Linked DNA regions of Zea mays: regions 1 and 2 are each linked to region 3. A link is a contact called in public Hi-C data. All regions are on one chromosome and are shown on one strand. The core of a region is the stretch at or near the end of the contact, and the rest is flanking DNA. Distances in the headings are between cores, read along the strand shown. Region 1 overlaps LOC100281050 (cystathionin beta synthase protein). Region 2 holds the start of LOC103646787. Region 3 holds the start of LOC103648828 (ABC transporter C family member 4).

Region 1 (2,700 bases), core at 83-2,582, 460 kb before region 3:
GCTCCACAAGCTCTATGACGACGGCGGCCCCCAGCTCTCTTACGAAAGCAGGACAACGTCAGTAGGGACTCGACCGCTCCAACAGCTGTCCCTCCATCAGGCTCCGTCGCACCTCCGACAGCCACGACATCACGCCAGCAGGGTGCCCAGATCTCTCCGGCTGCCACATTGGCATGTACCTAGGGCGCTAGCTCTCCCTCCGCTAGACACGTAGCACTCTGCTACATCCCCATTGTACACCTGGATCCTCTCCTTACGACTATAAAAGGAAGGACCAGGGCCTTCTCAGAGAAGGTTGGCCGCGCGGGACCGAGGACGGGACAGGCGCTCTCTTGGGGCCGCTCGCTTCCCTCACCCGCGTGGACGCTTGTAACCCCCCTACTGCAAGCGCACCTGACCTGGGCGCGGGACGAACACGAAGGCCGCGGGACTTCCACCTCTCTCACGCTCGGCTCCGGCCACCTCGCCTCTCCCCCCTTCGCGCTCGCCCACGCGCTCGACCCATCTGGGCTGGGGCACGCAGCACACTCACTCGTCGGCTTAGGGACCCCCCTGTCTCGAAACGCCGACAGACGCATACCTCCACATTCATGTTGGGGAAAATCATCCTTCTTCATCTTTGGTCGACATGGCCCTAATACAATATAGGCCCTTCTAACTGCATCTTGGATATTAATAGAATAGCTTGAGATTGGAGTCCTCAATCCAGGATCATGCTCAATGCCATAAATATCAATATCATCACTATCGTTATCCTCACTCGATGTTGTCCCATTCAAGTGCACTGATTCAAAATCATCATTGTCTTCAGCATCTACTATTATTGGAGGTTCAGGCTCAACTCTCTCTTGTTCTGCGGGTGTTGCATTACTAGTTTCGGTCTGTCCTTGAAATATCACCAATTGCATCTCTCTTTCATTGGAAGATGGAGCAACAATATCCTTCTTTTTTGCAGCAGCTCTTGCTAAAAAAGCTCTCAAATCAGTGGTACCACTGCTCTTCCTCTTCATTTTTAAATCTGCAAATAAATCACAATACACTCAATTCAATGACTATTTTAAAACAAATTAAGATACACTCAATTCACAAATTAGTGAAACCATTAAACGGTCAAACCACTAAACCAGAACCAAGTAATCTGCCAGCAACAAGCGTACCGCGTAGCCTCTAGCCTGGCAATCCTGCAGGCCAACTGTCCAAGCGCAACAAGCCAAAAGGCAAGCAGGCTGCAAGGTGCAAGCGGCCAAGTGCTAGTGCAGACAGGCACTACCGCTGTACCGCAACAAGCCAGCAGGCAAGCTGGCTGGCTGGCTACGGTTGGATCGCTGGGCGCAGGGGGCAGGGCGATGGAGCCTTCAGCCTTGCCTGGACGGTGGACGCAGCCACGCAGGACGCACTCACGGCCTCACGCACGGCAAGCGGAAGCGGCGTCGCGGCGATGGCGCCTGGCGGCTAGAGACGGGATTGAGCCGTCAGACAGGCAGGCAGACGCAGAGTGGCAAACCTAATGGGCCAGATGGGCCGAGCACGTTATGGAAGGAAGGAAGAACAAAGCCTAAAACGAATTTGGGTCTACATACTCAGTATTCTTGTAGTTTTCAATATTTCAGACTACATATATACAGCATATACATATATATATATATTTTTTTACCAAAAATAATGGGTATTCAGCTGAATACGCTTGTACCAAAGTGGGCCCGCCCCTGCCTACATATTACCGTCGCGTTTGCTAAAGTAGGACAAACAACCCAATGAGCAATAAAAAAGGGTTGGACTCCTTTTTAACTCTTACCTTTTTAGCCTTTTGGTTGAGATAAAGTGGAATATTTGTTTAAAATCTAATATGTGGAGCATAAATTAACTTTGATATTATTTTTTTATAGATAGTAAATATGATTGTAGTTGATAATAATATCAGTTTTAACCCGCACTGGTACGTCAGTTCTGAGTGGTGGTTCGGATTCACTTTTTTTTTGCGGTTGGACATTCCAAATCATACAAATGTACGTAGTCAAATAAAATTGACACCAATGCAACAAAAACAAAAAGAAGTGAGATGACAACCATACTTTCTATACTACATACCAAAAAATAATCCTGTTGACGGAGCACCATTGCCATCATTTGTTGAGTTTCTTGCGCCTAGTGAGGCTTCACATAATCACATCCACCCAAATGAATGTTGGATATTTATGTGAGCAGACTAATTTAAATTTGAACCTGTCTACTGTGCTGTGAGATGAAACGAGTTTCTGGACAAGGTTACGTTGAAATCATAATAGGGTATTTGGTTTGAGGATTGAGCTAGTCCATCATTTTCTCCTCACTTTTTTTGTTTGGTTTATGAAATGGAATGTGTTGATCCATCAACATCCAATTCCTCATAGTTAGTTACTTAGTACTAATATAAGGAATGAGGTCATCCACCAATTTTGAGGAATGGATCTATAATGCACCATCTCATTTTGAACGGAGTGATTCCTCGAACCAAACACCCCCTAATAGTTTACCCTCTAATAGTTTAGGGCAAGTCATCGTTTCCATCAATTCAAGGTTTTTATCGTATCACAAGCTCTTGATTCCATTATGCAAATCAATAAAAATGTTCATGGATACGATGAAAAACAGTGAATATGAACCTACACACTGCTACACTAGTATGCTACCTAGTATTGAGAACAAAATTCTGTAGCTACA
Region 2 (2,700 bases), core at 48-2,547, 310 kb before region 3:
AACCATAAGAGTTTTTAGTTGTTCAATTAGTAGGGCTGATTTTTCCTTTTTCCAAAGAGGTGTTAATTGTCGTAAGGATTTTGTCGTTTGCTGTCGGAGAGCGTTCATAACTATAAATGGTTTTAGCTGTTCGGTTTTAAAATGAAATGTTAGTAGGGTTTTTTGTTTTTTAAGAGACGTTAACAACATTAAAGATTTTGCCGCTTGTTGTCGAAGGAGCATTAGTAACCATAATAAAAGGTTTGAGCCGTTTGATTTTAAAGTGAATCGTTAGTAGGTTTTTTTTTCGTTTTTTCTGAAGACGCGCGTTAATAGTCGTAAGGATTTTGTCGCTTGTTGTCGAAGAGCATTCGCAACCGTGAAAGGTTCGCCGCTTAAGTTTTGAAGTGGCATTAGAAACCATAGAGAAGTTTGTCATTTGCCGTCGGAAAAAAATATTGGGTGGTACTCATAGGACATTTTATTTGCTTATTATCGTAGCGTTCTTTCGGTATTATAACGTGTTTGGTTTGCCACAAGTTATAGTGAGCCTTCTCTTCAATTCACACAAGGAAGCTCGGTAGTAGTACGATTTTTGTATCGAGGAAGACAAAAATTTATGACGTTTTGCCGAAGCGTCTTGTATTTTTGTCGCACGCATTGTAGGTGGCGACACTACACTACGTACGCACACGGAATAGGAGCATGGATGGATACGGAGAGCGGTGCAACGGCGGCAAGGTACAAAAGCAGATGATGGAAGCTGCGCGCGGCATGCCGCCGGGGGTGAAAGAAAGCCTGCGACTGCGCGACGGCACGCATCGTCCAAAGGCCGCGCCGCGCAGGCCGTCATACGGCGCACGCACGCACCACCGGTGGAGTGGAGAGAGATGGAATGGAAGGCAACGCAGCCGCGGCTTTTGGGGGCTGCCAGTTTGTGTGCGGCGTCTCAAGCGGGACCACGCGCCCCCTGCACCTCCCCGGCCACGTGTCGCGCGCAGTCCACGTCGCGCGTACGTGGGTCCCGCCGCACAGAACCCGCTGCTCTTCCGTCCACGCGACCCGAGCTCGCACACCACCCACGCGGACGCGGACGCCGAGGGGGAAGCGGAGCGAGAAGAATAAGACCCCGTCTCTCTCTCTCTCTTGAGTCTTCTCCTCCACCCCGCCGGCCCCTCCACCACCTCGATCTCATCCGATGCCCTAGCTAGGCGAGCTTCGCATGGATTCACCTGCGGCTGCGTCGCCTTCGCTGCTCCGGGACGACTCGTGCCGCCGCCGCTCTCCGTCCACCGCGTGACCGCACCACCGCCCGCTGATGACCAGCGCCGGCGTCAACGTACCGGGCGACGACGGGGTCGGGAACCCGGCCGCCGCGTCCGGGTCCGCCTCCGCCCCAGAATGCCGGACGATGCAGCGCAGGCGGCGGCGCCTCGAGCCACAAGGATCCGGCGACGCCGCCGCGGGGCCGAGCTGGGTGCGCCGGCTCCGCCCGGCCGCCTCCCGGTTCTCGCCGTCGCCGTCGCAGGGCTCTGCGGACAGGCCCAACGACGAGGAGCAGGAAGAGGATGACCCGGACGTGCAGGAGATGGAGCTCGTCCCGCTCCCGCCGGCGGGGCCGCAGGAGCTCCAGCCTGCCGACGTCCCCGCGCAGGTGTGGCCCGTGGCGTTCGGCTCCCTGTCCATGGCGGGGCGGATGCGCATGATGGAGGACACCATCTCGCTCCACCCGGACCTGTGCACCTGGGCCGACGGCTCGCCCGTGCACTTCTTCGCGGTCTTCGACGGCCACGGCGGCTCCCATGTACGTGATCCGAACATTTCATGACCATCTATCAGTATCACTTGGCAGCAGATTTTTTTTACCTAATTACTCCCAGTAGATAGTAGATGTTATACTTTTACCTATATATATTCTACATCATATCACTTGGCTACTTTTATAGTGTTTTGTCTCTCTATATATTGTTGAACTCCTGCTGCTACTGTGATTTATTTGTCTGTTTGCATCATCATGTAACAAGAAAGGTACTAGGCCAAGAAAGGAAGAGTAAGGGCATGAATGCGTGCCGAAGAAAGGCTGCCACAGCTAGCTTCCTCGTCTCCTCAGCACCACGTTTGGCTTTGGCTACTATAGCAGCAGTCACTGCTTTCTTTCTGCTGTTAGCTAGTACCAAGTGTCCAGCTGGCCACATTCTAGTGAGAACGTATCTTGTGCGCAAGGAGCGTTGGTGCTCCCATGAGCAAAATCAATCCAGACCACATCCTCCACATCCAACGGTGTTGTGTCAGGGGGTTTTGTAAAATGTTCTTTGCAACTCTGTACATTTTACAAAAACCCCCCTGACGCAGCACCGTTGGATGTGGAGGGTGTGGTCTGGATTGATTTTGCTCATGGGAGCAGCAGAGCTCCTTGCTCATAAGATACGTTCTCCATTCTAGTTCCTTCTAAATCCGACATGCATGCATCCACGTTTCTCTACCTCGTTTAATTGTCTTTTTATTTATTTGCATGAGACAGTATTATATATAATTAACAAGGGCTGTCCGATCAGGTGTCCGCGCTGTGCCGCGACCGGATGCACGAGTTCGTGGCGGAGGAGCTGGGCAAGGAGGGGGCCGCCTTCCTTCGGCGGCGGCAGGAGTGGCTGGCGTGGGGCGACGGCGCCGGCGCCGAGACGAGCGCCGCGGCGTTCGTCAGGGGGCCCCGCGGCGCGTGGC
Region 3 (2,700 bases), core at 19-2,518:
TTGCTTGGTCGTGTTGAGCCGTTGCCCATTTCTTTGGGGACCAAGTTTTGCTTACTCTAAATGACTTGTCTGGCTTTTATATGGCTTTTGGTCATTTGAGTGAGTTTCTCTTTTGTCTTCCTCTTTCTGTTTATATATGCTCATATGGTGGTTTTGACAATGCACTCATCAAGGGAGAGATTGCGAACATAAGGTTGACTTTGTACCTTGTGGTTCGGGTTGATGATGAGTGATTGTCAACGGATATAACTCTGGGGTAGTCAGTGGACTGACAAAAGTGTGAGATTATGCTTGTGCAACCATGTCGGTCGGCTTGTGGTGTGTAGGTGTGGAGCAAAGGGACTGTGGTCGACGACTGAGGTGAAGGTCATGCAGGCTCGTGCTGATGGATAAGGAGCGGTGAAGGGCGAGTGCTGGTTCTTGACTGACGGGTGACCAGCCGCGGTGGTTGACACCTAGGACACAGACTTGCGCGAGGAAGTGGTGGAGTGGACCGCGCTGCCGGCGTGGTCGAGGACTGACGGGACATGCGTCTGGTCGTGGAGTACGTGGACGAGGTGCGGTGCTCACGACAGGTTTGGTGGTTTAGGCCTCAAATCACCCAGCGCTACGTATGCGCGAGTTTTGCTGAGTTTGAAATTCATGTTGTCTTGATTTTCAATATCTTCAGAGGATTGAAATTCAAACAGGCCGGTCTGACCCAAAATACAAATAGATCGGGTCTTTTCGGGCTTGGAACCGGCCGGCCCGACCGGCTCGAATGTATCCTATAGTTTCATAAGTGTGGATGCCTAACAGATTCGAACAATTCAGTTCCTTGGCTAAGCGTTGTTGGACTTGGAGTTGTATCAGCGCCAAACCAGTTCCTTGGTTGCTAAGATTAATTCTATTTGAATGTTTCTAATAAAAAAATGGAGTTGTTCGATTTAGAGAAAAGAAAGACAACGGTGGTGTCATTCCAACACCTACTACTACTAGATTTGACTTTTCTAAGCCGTTTCTTCTTTTAGACCAAAGGCACGCAAAAGGTCTTGCAAGTTTAAATACTGCCAGCGCCAAAAACAAAAAGAAGAAGAAATGATGCAATAAGTGGAAAATGTTGCAGTAGTCCGCGTCTCCGCGACGCTCACAGGCAGTAGTAGGCTTTATTCCTTCATTTTGTTTTTCAAATGCTTTCTGGATGAAAAGTGAACGTGGACGTGGTACTAGGATAGTTTACGCCGGCGGCGACTGCGGATTATCCTGGCATGGCGACTGCGGATTATCCTGACTGCGGGCATTTTAAAATTTTCAATATGCGCCGCCTAGCGTAGCTAGCTAGTGCCAAATTTTCTACTTCGATATCGTCGGCGCCCCTCGCCCCGTCCGCACCGGCGTTGGCGTTCACAGTCGCAGAGTATTCCGCGCCGCCGCGTTACGTTCCTTGACCAGTCGCCGTTCACCAACGCTCACTAGGACTAGGTAATTGCTTTCTTCTCCGCTTGCGGTGCTGCTATACTGACTACTGAGGTCCTGTCCTCTCCGACAGAACTTCGCCACGGCCTCCCGCCTCGTCGCACCCAAACCCAAATGTGAGGTACCACCACGGGCCACTTGCCAGTGATGGAGGCCCCACCCTCCGCCCTCCCGTGGTGGCTCGCCACCACTGCCTGCTCCGCGCCGCCGACGCCCGCCGCGTCCTCCGTCGCCGGCCGCCTCGCCTTCCTCTTCCTCTCCCCCTGCCTGCAGCGCGCGCTGCTCGCCGCGATCGACCTCCTATTCCTCGTCGTTGCGCTCGCCGTCATCCTACGCGCCCGCCTCGCCCGGAGCAACGATGGCCTGAGCCTCGGCCTCGACCACCGCGAGCGGGAGCCCCTCCTCGCCAAGCCGGCCACCACGGACCAGGCGCCGCCTCCCCTCCGCCGTAGCTGGAGCTTCCAGCACGGCCTAGCGCTCGCGACTTCCGCGGTCCAAGCGGCGGCCGCCCTTGTGCTTCTACTTCTCCTCGCGTTGCTGCGCCGCAGCGGGAGGACCACGGGGCTGCTTGCGGCGGAGTGCGCGTTCCTCGCCGCGCACGCCGTCGCGCACCTCGCGGCCGCATGGGTTGTCGCGGTGGAGAAGAACACGGCAGGGACGTCACCCGCGCGACTCCACCCACTCCACCTCAGGTTCTTCTGGCTCGCCACGGCCGCTTTCGCCGCGCTCTACGCCGGGTGCGCGGCTGCGCGGTACGCCGCCGCCGAGCCGCTCGTCCCCGATGACCCGCTTGCGTTCGCGTGGCTGGCTCTCTCGCTCCCGCTACTCTATTTCTCGGCCACCGGCTCCACCGGCCTCGTCGTCGATTCCAATGGTGGTGGTCGTGCCGCCGCCGCCACGGAGGAGACGTACGCCACGGCGTCGTGGTTCTCGCTAGCCACGTTCGGATGGATCAACCCGCTCATCGCCAAGGGCTCCAGAGCGACGCTCGCGGCCGACCAAGTCCCGCCCGTGGCGCCGCCCGACACCGCCGAGGCGGCGTACGTGCTCTTCACCTCCAACTGGCCCGCGCCGGCGCCAGGTTCGTCCAAGGCTCAGCGCCCGGTGCTCACCGCGCTGCTGCGCTCCTTCTGGCCGCAGTTCCTTCTCACCGCCGTGCTCGGCGTCGCGCACCTCTCGGTCATGTACATCGGCCCGTCGCTTGTGGACCGGTTCGTCGAATTCGTGCGACGCGGCGGGGAGTTC

The links. Hi-C and Micro-C count contacts between places; a contact is called where the count stands out from the background.
Region 1: a Hi-C map of ear shows a contact between it and region 3, with 3 times the contacts expected there. The contact joins the enhancer-like site here to the promoter of LOC103648828 in region 3. A contact is called at or near these places in 3 of 25 Hi-C or Micro-C datasets (ear, leaf and tassel).
Region 2: a Hi-C map of leaf mesophyll shows a contact between it and region 3, with 1.9 times the contacts expected there. The contact joins the promoter of LOC103646787 here to the promoter of LOC103648828 in region 3. A contact is called at or near these places in 7 of 25 Hi-C or Micro-C datasets (bundle sheath, ear, leaf and 3 more).

What each region holds. Positions count from the first base shown.
Region 1 is chr2:105,992,284-105,994,983 of Zm-B73-REFERENCE-NAM-5.0, forward strand. It overlaps LOC100281050 (cystathionin beta synthase protein), which reads right to left. Exons shown (of 7, transcript NM_001153969.3): 7 at 2,558-2,700. Among protein-coding and RNA genes, the nearest start is that of LOC100281050, 9.8 kb to the right of the region's middle. Within about 2 kb of position 1,333, at least 20 of the 20 cell types and tissues checked have an H3K27ac peak or open chromatin away from gene starts, as enhancers often do. A contact at or near this core is called in ear, leaf and tassel, where this site is marked.
Region 2 is chr2:106,145,473-106,148,172 of Zm-B73-REFERENCE-NAM-5.0, forward strand. It overlaps LOC103646787, which reads left to right and starts at 1,298. Exons shown (of 4, transcript NM_001319750.1): 1 at 1,298-1,783; 2 at 2,535-2,700. The coding sequence starts at 1,298.
Region 3 is chr2:106,457,241-106,459,940 of Zm-B73-REFERENCE-NAM-5.0, forward strand. It overlaps LOC103648828 (ABC transporter C family member 4), which reads left to right and starts at 1,269. Exons shown (of 12, transcript XM_020548375.1): 1 at 1,269-1,461; 2 at 1,529-2,700. The coding sequence starts at 1,603.